Regions from separate parts of the Capra hircus genome. Here region 2 is linked to region 1. A link is a contact called in public Hi-C data. All regions are on one chromosome and are shown on one strand. The core of a region is the stretch at or near the end of the contact, and the rest is flanking DNA. Distances in the headings are between cores, read along the strand shown.

Region 1 (5,248 bases), core at 1,780-4,279:
CCGGCTGGGTCCTTCCTGAGTTCCTCCCCTCAGACCTGGCACTCTGTAAATCCAGCTGCTCCTACAGTGCCCAGGTGGCATAATATTTGGGCTCTAAGGAATCGCTTGCTTCAACAGAGAACATGTTCTCATACCAAAGAGAGGGTGTTCGATGGACTCTGAAGCATTGGCCAGCACTGCCCCTTCTCCCTCCTGCCAACCTCCCAGAGGCATCAGACTGTCTGCCCTCCATCACCCCTCCACCAGCGGCAGGACTATGCCCAGGCTGACACCTGCTCATCTTGTTGGCTCAGGTGAGGCGCAATGGGTGGCACTGGTCCCACTGAATCCTCTGGCAACCTCACCACCCTGAGCTGGCAGGTGCCTGCCCAGCGGCTGGTGGCTCCAGTCTTGCTGGCCTGACGGGCCCCTTTGGGGCCACATGGCCTCATCTGGGAAGCTGCTTCTATCCTGGAGTGGGACAGCTTGATGCCGGAGCCTGCCCCAGGCCACCCCTTTCCCTAACCCTGCAAGCGTACCCAACCGAGATGATTCAGCCCCTCTCCAGTATTAGGGAGTCCTAGTTATTCTTTCATCAAACGTCTATTGAGTGCTGAGGCTGTGTGTGCCAGGACCTGCCCTTGGTATCTAGAACATAGTAGTGAACCAAACAGATATGGTCCCTGGTGTCCCGGAGCACGGGCAATGGGGGATCAGATGCTAACTTCACATTACCAAACAATTATTTAATTGCTCTCTTCAGTCCCTAATGCTGCAGTTTAAATCTGCTTTTAGAACTCTCAGGTTTTCATAGCAGAATGCAGCATAGAAATTATCCTAACGTAACCCACCATCACCACCACGCTTTCATGATTCCAGGATTCCGAGCTCCCAACCCACTGCCCCTTCACTTTACTTAGGAGTGCCAGAAGGAGGGAAGGGAGTGAGGCTTCACTGAGGACCGTGTGAGTAAGGCAGACTTCCTTCTGTCTCTGCTTTACTTGGCGTTTCTGTCTCTGTTGACGAGTGAATGAATGAATGAACGAACCCCCAAGAAGGGGCTTATCCAACTCTGGAGTGCTGGGGGCTCCAAAGCAGGCCCCGCCTACCTCCCCCGCTCCCATTCTGGGAGGGCCCCGGCCCCGCCCAGTGCCCTTCCTGCCCCCAGCGCCGCGGGCTCTCCAGGCGCCCTCTTGGCACCAGAACAGAGGGCATCCAGAGCGGGTGGCAACTCGCCCCGCCACGGGCTCGGAGCGGCCGGCGATAGGCGCTGGGGGGACGCGGAGATAGACAGACAGATAGCGCTCCCCAGGCCCAGCCCCCGCCCCCACCTTTCCCACGCCGCGGCCTCTCCACTTGGGCCTGGCGGGCACTCCTGCCTCTTGCACCCTGGACTGTGGCCTTCTGTCTTCGCCAACGGCAGCTCTCAAAGCCCCAAGAACCCTGACAGCCTGCCCTGGCGGTCTGGCTTTGGAAAGGGGCACAGAGCCTCTTCCAAAGCACGCTTCTCCACCGGACAGAGTCTTCGAAAGAGACCCCTCCTCCGGGCTGGGCAAGACTTGGGGGATGCTGGCGAGCCAAAGACTGACCAGAAGGTGGCGCGCTGGCACTGTGCGTCCTGGGACAAGTTAGCCCGGTCAGGCAGGGGAAGAGGACCGGAGGATTGACCGCGGAGCCCTGTGTGAAGGTTGTCATGCAACTAGGAACTGATATTTGGAAGAGACTCCTTCTCCCCACAACAGAGGAAGACGGAGAACAGAATCGAAAGTGGAATGGATAAATGAGCTAAAGCTTTGGAAGCAGTTTGGGTGACTTAGAAAGCTGGCCTTGTGGGTCAGACAGAACTAGGAGGTGGGAGTCCCCAGGGAAGAAAGCCTCTTTCTTAGGGGGACAGGGTTCAGTGGAGCATCATGGTTCTCAACTACCTGAGGTTGAGAAGGTGCTGAGAGTTTTATGTGCATCTGTATACAACTACAAATTCACACTCAGACACCCCATCCCGTGGCCCTCCACTCACACTACTTTCCGACTCCCATACACACTGGCTCACTCTCACATGCACACTCTTGCACTCGAGTGCATTCTTTGTATGAACGTGGACTCTGTATGTGCTGCAGAACACCTGAATCCCCAATCACACACCCCTGATCTCTAAAAATGCTCACTGTGTCTGGATATCACAAGTCCCAGAAGCACAGAATCTGCCCCCAAACTTACTGAAGCACAGAGAGCCAGCCTGTGTCCCACCCATCTTCATGGGGACCATGTTCTTTCCCACAAGCCTAGGTCATCTCTGAAACTTTTGGAGACAAATTTAACATCACTACACACAGGCTGTGCACCTCCTGGAGCTTCCCTGGACCCAGTGATGACTTTTTTAGGCCTGAAGCACTTTTGTCTGATGGACCCCTTCATTCATTAAAAACATTTTTTAAAGTTACATTTTGTGATTGCATTGCTGTAAAAATGATATAGTAATATATATTCAAACTTTTTCTTTAACCTATTTTTTTTTTCTTCTCTTCTAATTAAAAAAAAGAAAAAACCAGAACATTTTCATGAGCCTGGGTCCTGCCACTTTGGGCATGTTTGTCTGCCCATCATTTGCCCCGCCACCCCACACACCTTGAACCACCTACCTCACAGACACCCAGCGGGCAAATTCCCCTCCTCTATGGCACCTGAGCCCACCTTCCACTCACAGGCAGAGAGACAGACAGACGGACAGACCTGGGTACTCTTGCAGAGATACCCTTGTCCAACTCTTTCCTCCAGGAACACTGAGGGGTTATCTGGGCTGGGGAAGGGATCCACAGGAGGAGGAACAGAGGGGTCTGTGTGAGTGTGTGTGAGAGAGAGAATGTGTGACTGTACGTGTGTGTGAGTGTACGTGTGTGTGAGTGTATGTGTGTTTGTGTGTTGAGTAACAACAAAGAATGAGAGAGAAACGAAAGAGCGCAAGAGCATGTTTTGCCTGGAAGGCAAGACTTGCAGCCAATCAGAGCGCTGGGGCCTCCCTCTGCGACTCCACTATTGAGTCTATAACCGGCTGGCCGGGCGGAGCTGGCAGCATTTGACTGTGGCTTGGGACGCGACGAGAGGCGCGCCGCGACCGCCCGAAGACCCGCGATGGTCTAGGCGCCCCTCGACCGACCCTCCCCAGAGACGCTGCCGGGAACCCTCCCCCCTCGCCCTCCGGACACACAACCCCGCCTCGTCTCCTCCGCCTCCCCCGAGCTCCTGCCCGCTTCGGCGTTCCGGCTGAGGCCAGCCCGGGGGTGGTACGGCGCCCGCCAGGATGAGTGGCTCCTTCGATCGCAAGCTCAGCAGCATCCTCACCGACATCTCCAGCTCGCTCAGCTGCCATGCGGGTTCCAAGGACTCGCCCACCTTGCCCGAGTCTTCCGTCACTGACCTGGGCTACTACAGCGCTCCCCAGCACGACTACTACTCGGGCCAGCCCTATGGCCAGACCGTAAACCCCTACACCTACCACCACCAGTTCAATCTCAACGGGCTTGGAGGCACAGGCGCTTATTCGCCCAAGTCGGAATATACCTACGGAACCTCCTACCGGCAATATGGAGCCTACCGGGAGCAGCCGCTGCCCGCTCAGGACCCAGGTGAGGACCGCGGGGTCTCTGAGAGCGGGAGGCACTGGGAGGTCCCCGAGAGAGAGGAATTGGAGCCAAAATCTAGGGGAGCGTCCCGGCTAAGAAATGTACTGTCTGAAGTTAGAGACGGTGAGCTAGATGACCCCCAGAGTGGACGGGCGACCTTCCAGTCCAGAAACTGGGCGCCTTTGGGGCGTGGTGCACGCGGGACGCTGCGGTCGGTCCCGGGTGAGGATCTGGGTGAGCGAGGCGGAGAAGGAGAGGCCCCTGGACGGTCAGAGAGCCTCCGGATCCAGGTGCTTTCCCGGCACTTCAGCAAGCGGCTCTCCATCGGGCTCCGGGCAGGCGGCGGGCGCTGGGAGTTCTGCGACCGCAGTTTGGATCTGGGCTGGGGAGGGGGAGAAAGATGAGGGCGACACGGAGAAAGAGCCCTCAGAATTACGGAAACAGGGAGGGAAGCAGCAATTGAGAGTGAAGAGACAGGGGCAAAAAGAAAAATGGAGGCATACAAAGATTTTTATAAAATATAAAATATTTTTATTTCTAAACATAAAGTGGAGGCATAAAAATGGAGAGACAAAGGGAAAGGAAAGACGGAAGAAAGGATCTGAGGAAAGGGCGAAGGAAAAGGAAGTCTGATGTGGCCGCAACATTTTCTGAAATCTAAAATTATTCTAAAAAGAAAGGGTCTAAAAAACAAAAAAAGGAAGGGAGAACAGGAAAGAGCGAGCGAGAGCAGTGACGACGGCGAGGTGCCTGTGAGAGGGCGGCGAGCAGGCGGGCGGGACTGGGGAGCGAGGCGGCGGCCGTGCGCGTCCAGGGGCGGCTGGCGCCGGGACCGGGGGAGCAGGAGCCCGGGAGCGCAGCGTCGTGGGCGGCCGCCGGCCAGGCTCTGTGGCCGCAGCTCCCTCCCGGGGCGCCGGCGGCGGAGAGCGCCGCCAGGAAGTCCCGGGAAGAGTCGGTGGGCCGGAGGGTGGGGGCTCCCGCGGGGCTCCGGAGGGCGCCGGTGTCTCTGGCCGAGGCTGAGTCGCCCACCGCCCGGTGCGTTGCCCGCAGTGTCCGTGAAGGAGGAGCCGGAAGCTGAGGTGCGCATGGTGAACGGGAAGCCCAAGAAGGTCCGAAAGCCGCGCACGATCTACTCCAGCTACCAGTTGGCCGCCCTGCAGCGCCGCTTCCAGAAGGCCCAGTACCTGGCGCTGCCCGAGCGCGCGGAGCTGGCCGCGCAGCTGGGCCTCACGCAGACGCAGGTCAGTGGCGGGCGGTCGAAGGCCGTGAGGACTCGGTGGGGTCCTGCGGGACCCCGGGATACCCCAGGCACCGCTGAGCCTAGATGGCCTCATAAGTTGCCTGCAGGCCCTTGAAACCCTTGTCTGTGTGTAGAAGGACCCCCAGATCTCAAACTCGGTTGAAGTTTGTGCATTAGCACGTGTACAGGTGTGCATATTTGTGAATCGTGCGACTGAGTGTGGACTGAGTGTGGACTGAGTGTGTCTATCAGATTCTCTACCCCAGAATCCCCAGCTTCCACAGGCTCCCAGCAGCGACGGTCACTGCTAGGAGTCCGCGTAGTGCTCCCCACCACCCCAGGCTAGGCGTGTGTGTGTGAGGGGTGTACATACACGTGTATTCATGTCTGTTTGCACACAGGCTAACGT
Region 2 (5,248 bases), core at 1,130-3,629, 120 kb after region 1:
ACTCTTTGCGACTCCATAGACTGTAGCCCACTTCTCTAGAGTCTGCAAACCTAGACACATCCTGAGCATGGCATTCAGAGCTGAGAGGCCCTGACTGGCACTCACACTGCCCCCGCCAGCCACAGGGATGCACAGGATCACATGTGCCCCTTCTCCTCCCTGACCCCGCTCCCTGCCTGAAGCCTGTCTGCCCTGCAGCCCAGGAGCCCAGCGTTGGCAAGCTGAGTCCCGCTGTGGCCAGCGCCTCCAAGGATGAAAGACCTCTGGCTCCTCCAGAAACCAGGGCTAAATATACCCCTCGCCAGCTTTCTTGTGCCTAACTGGAACCAGCTGGGCAAGACCCACCCTTCCGCCTGCAGGACAGGCCATGGGCCATCAGAGCAGGGACCGGTAGATCAGCAGGCCACTTCCTGGGAGTCAGGCCTGACAGAGCACTGGGATCCGAGGAAGCGGATGAAGCACCCTTCCCCAACCCCTATCCTTCCACAGGACGCTCCCTGAGCCCAGCACACAAAGAATGGGCTCTTTTCGAGCCTCAGGTTTTCTATTTGTAAAATAAGGATAATTCATCACTGACCGCGTAGTGTTGTTGTACACAGTAAATGAATTCATACAGGTAAAGTGCTGGATCAGTGCCTGGCACACAGTAAGTGCCCAGTAAACTATTATACACACTCTGGGCACCCCTGTGGGACAGGCCCAGGGCTAACAGCCTCAAGTCGGCAGGGCTGCCGGGAGGGGGCAGAAGGATGGACCCTGCGGGGTGCGGGGGGGCAGATCAGTGAGGGGCCCCGGGAGGGGTCAGATGAGCCGAGGACACGCCCCCACTGGGCCCTGCCTCAGGTCTGGCCACGTCCCCACTTCCCTCCCCCTGCCAGAACTCCGCCCCGGGCTGTGGTCTGTGCTGTGGCTGCAGCTCCCACGCCACGGCCCAGTTTAGCGGCTCCAGCCCGCGGCTCCAGGACAGCCCACTCTCTGGCCCAGTCCAGAGGCCTGAAATAGGAAGGAAGAAGGGCCTAAAAATAGCCCTAATTACAGAGGGGCCCAACGGGGTGGGGGGCGGCGGCTCCTCTCTGGCTCCTGGGCACTGCCACAGCCGGCCCAGGATCCTGCTCCGGCCCTGGGGAAGGGACCCCACCCTGGGCCTCCTGTCCCCAGCCCACAACAGGCCTCCCAGTGGGACTAGGGGGTGAGGGGTGGGGTGGGGGGATGGGCCAGTAGGGAAGTTGAGCCCAAGTTAGGGACAGTGACATCCCCTCCCCTGACTCCAGGGCTGTGAGAGCCCACCCCCGCTGCTCCTCATTCAGGAGGATCACCCAGCAGCTGCCACAAAGGGTGCTGCCTTCACTCAGCCTACCTTTCCCTAGTCCTGAGCCCTGCCTCCTCCAGGAGGCCTGCCTTGAATACCCTCACCTGGCCCTGGCTCTATCCCAGGAGAGGTTCCCAGAAAGCTGCACCTATGTGTCCCCCTTTCGATTGGCTCCAGGGGCAAGGTTGCGATTCCCACCATCCTGGGGGCTCCCAGAAGGCAAAGAGGGGCTGCCTCTTCTGCTTTTCAGCCTTACTAGAAGCAACAGAGCATGGACATACATAGAGAGGCCAAAGGGAAAAGAAGAAAGCAGTTAAAGATGCCTAAATTCTGAGAAGACCCAGAGACTAAAATAATAGCGGGCACTTCCCTGGTGAAATTCTGTGTCAGGTTTGAAAGAGGTACCAAAGAGAGTGCTCAAGGGCCCTACCTGCTTTGCTGCCCCCTGCCCAACTGCTGCCAGCCCAGGAACCCTGAGGTTTGGGAACCTGCAAAGCTGAGGTCCAAGCTCCCTTGCATTTGCCGTCTCACCCTGGGTGACTGACTTCATTCCTTTGGGCTTCATTCTCTTTGCGTGTACAGTGCACACTACCCAGGAGCTCACGGGTTTGAGGTGGAAACCCTGTGATGTGTGCGAATACCCTTTGTGAGATAGAGGTTACCCTAAGGGGCATTAGAGCCTCTCCAAGGAGCTCGTGGCCCCTACCCTGGCCCTGCCCATATTTTGCCGCATCTGTTTTCCTCCCTGTTTAAAGTCTCAGGGAGATGCTGGGCAGGGTGTGGATGTTGTGAAGGGTTACGGGTGGTTAATCACCCTGGGCTAGGGGCATGGAACGGGTGTTCCCTCATCTAGGATGGGACACACGGTACGCTGGTGCCATCTGGTGGCCACAGATAGCAATGCTAGTTACTGGGCTGAGAGAAGACAGGAAGGGCAGGAAAGCAGAAAAGTGGGTGTAAAAGGAAAGGAAGGAGACAGAGAGGGCACCCAGGAGAGAGGGGAGGAGGGAGAGAGATGGAAAGAGGGAGGCAAGCCAGGGACCACAGCAAAAGGGGGATGCCCAGGACTGGGCCCGTCGGATGCTGCCACAGGCCCGGGCAGCCCAGACCAGCAGCCCAGGAAGACCTGCAGCCTCTGGGAGGCTCCCAGAGGCCATGCGCTCCAGCCCCAGCATGAGTTTGAGCCATGAGGCCTGATAGTCAGGAGGCTGAGATCCAGCAGGTCAAACCAGGTGTTATTCCACAGGGACCCCCAGTTCTAAGGCCACCCCCATGGGCCTTCAGCTATTGGCCCCCAGCACCAGTGATGGAGTGAAATGGTCCCCGGAAAAGGTTGGCCACAGCTCCCCCGAGGACGCGTGTGAAGGTAAACACGATTCTGTACATGTTGCCCACATGTAAGAGCCCAGCACACGCCCTACAGGCCCCGTGGACGCCCGTGACATGCACCTGTGTTACGTAGATGGCTTGGGCCGGGTGGAGTGCTTGGAGGCCCCCACCTCACCCTCTTCCCTGCTTCCTCTCAGGGGCGGGAGGCAGAGGGCAAACTTGTTTACCACTTCTGCTCTGGGCAGTGGTGATGAGCTCAGACTGGCCCATTGCCCTCCACGGGCAGGGCCAGGCCTGAGTCATGGGGGTCAGATGACTGCAGAGGCTAAATGGGTCCCATCCTACAGCCCCCAGGAGCTGCTGGCAACCCCGCCCTTTCGCTGATGGTGGGCCACCCTTCCAAAGCAATCAGGATGGGGTGAGGAGGGGGATTTCCAGGCTCAGGCCCCAACAAGCCCCTCCCCTGACCAGAGGACAACAGGGCAGATGACCCCCTCGATCTATGCCCAGCCAGGCCTGGTCCCCTGAACACCCATCCAGGAGCAGCACCTCCCTCTGGGACATCCTGGTTCAGACCAACGCCCTCCCAGAATGCCAGCACTCCTTCAGTCATGTGCAAGGCCCCAAACACATCTCAGAAGTAAATGGAATGATGCAAAAACGGTTGTGCTGGGGATTATGATACTTCTCCCTGAGTCTCAGTCTGCCACACTCTGAAATGAGAAGAGGGATCAAGGTCGTCCAGGGGCATTTCCCAACTGACACCTGCCTTGGCCTGCAGTATGTCTTTGGGGGGCTGCAGCTGATGGAAGCTGAGAGAAAGTCCTCAGCTCTGGCCCCCCCACAGACCTGCAGGCCTTAGGATTATCTCCCAACAGGAAGACCACAGACTGATCCCCCTTGACAGCAGCGTAACCAAGGTCAGTTCCAGGCACCCACCTTCATGTTGTATTTTTGCCTTGTAAAATACTTTCTAGTACTGCGGGTATTTTATTTCCATTGAAAATAAATTCCTAATGATTTTTAACACCTCTCTATTTTTTGGAGTTCCACCAAAACTAGTTTCCATGAGATCCCTCCCAAAGGTCCCAGCTCACAGGAGGTGCTCTCCACTATTGACCCAAAACATTTCCCCAGGGGCACAGGTGGTCTTCCACTGCTGCTGGGATTGACCTCACCTCCCCAAGGACCACTAACCCCCTTAGTCAAGACCAGAGTCCTTTATTCTTGGTGCCCCTCACCTGCCAGCTCTCCACGCGACCCTCCACTGGTGTGGCACAGACAAGGACACAAAGCCAGGTTCCATCCAGGTCATGTCACTAGACTCACCAGGTGGCCTCAGAAAGGCCAGTCCCTCATCATGGGTATTACTGGCCCCACCAGTACAAAGAAGCAATTGGAAAAGATGACCCCAGAGGTCTCTCTGAACCCTGAACTCTAGGGTTTTATAATTCACTGACAGAGGCATCTCTTTTTATTACAAAACTGAATGAGAACTAAGGAAAGAATAAGTATGAAGGCTCCCTGCCCCCCAGCCCCAAGCTGGCACTGACTCTTTCCCCTTGCTCCTTTGGCACTGCCTACTTCCTCCTGGCCACCCTCTGGCTTCACTGATCCTCATACTCCACCCACCGCCACCCTGCCCCCGGCAGCCTCCTGCTTCAACTGCTTCAAGCCCTGACAGTGTACTGGCCCTCCCCCATCCGCTCCTCTGATCTCCAACCCTGGCAGCCCCTCTCCCCATCTTGGCATAGCATCTTTCAGCCTGCTGTCTGCCAAGCCTGGGCATCGCCCACTCTCCATGCCTAGGCACCAGGGTTTGGCTTTCGCCTCCCTGAGCCTTCAAGCCTCAACACTATCCTCGCCCACCCACCCCCCTGGGTGCCAGAGACTTGCTGACTCCTGCCAAAGTCAGCATGGTCATCCCCCTGCCTCAGGGCCAAACTACGGCTCCAACAGCACTGACTGGTCCAGCCACTGTCACCCCTTGGGTCCTCAGATGAATCCCTCCCAGGGTGATGACTCCATTTACTCTTCGGTAAGAAACAAGGACAGCTTCACTGTAGCAGCAAGAGCAAAGACTGTCAGCACCCCTCACGGGTCCCAGGGCAGCAGCGTCCAGACCACAGGAAGTCCCCAGGTGGACCACTGGCTGGCGATGGGCCTTTAGGACCCTCTTGTCACGACTCTTAACAGGAAGCTGAGAGCAGACCCTGTGCCTGTGGGCTCAAAACACTGGTGGGAGCTTGCCTACCCCGGGTCGGCCCGATTTCTGCCCCCAACTCTGTCATTGTGTCTTTCTCCACATTTCCAGCCTAGACAGGAAAGGCGTTTGGGGGAGAATGGATCCATGTATATGTATGGCTGAGTCCCTTCACTGCTCACCTGAAACTATCACAACATCGTTAACTGGCTACACCCCAACACAAAATAAAAAGTTCCAAAGAAAAAAAAAACTTCCTCCACTTTTCTTACTGTTAACCTTTCCTTTTTTCAACTTTGTTTTCCCCTTTTTTCTTATAATCGCTCTTTTTTTTCCAAAATGCTTCAATTATATCAGGCACATAAAAATGTATAGATAATATTACAGCAAACTTCAGTGCTCTCTAC

The links. A called contact is a pair of places that touch in the nucleus more often than the background predicts.
Region 2: a contact with region 1 is called in a Hi-C map of blood, with 4 times the contacts expected there. The contact joins the enhancer-like site here to the promoter of DLX3 in region 1. A contact is called at or near these places in 2 of 5 Hi-C or Micro-C datasets (both in blood).

The regions. Positions count from the first base shown.
Region 1 is chr19:36,303,927-36,309,174 of ARS1.2, forward strand. DLX3 (homeobox protein DLX-3) reads left to right here and starts at 3,030. Exons shown (of 3, transcript XM_018064903.1): 1 at 3,030-3,602; 2 at 4,650-4,840. The coding sequence starts at 3,278.
Region 2 is chr19:36,427,867-36,433,114 of ARS1.2, forward strand. No RefSeq gene overlaps it. Among named protein-coding and RNA genes, the nearest start is that of TAC4, 10 kb to the right of the region's middle. Within about 2 kb of position 2,380, at least 2 of the 5 cell types and tissues checked have an H3K27ac peak or open chromatin away from gene starts, as enhancers often do.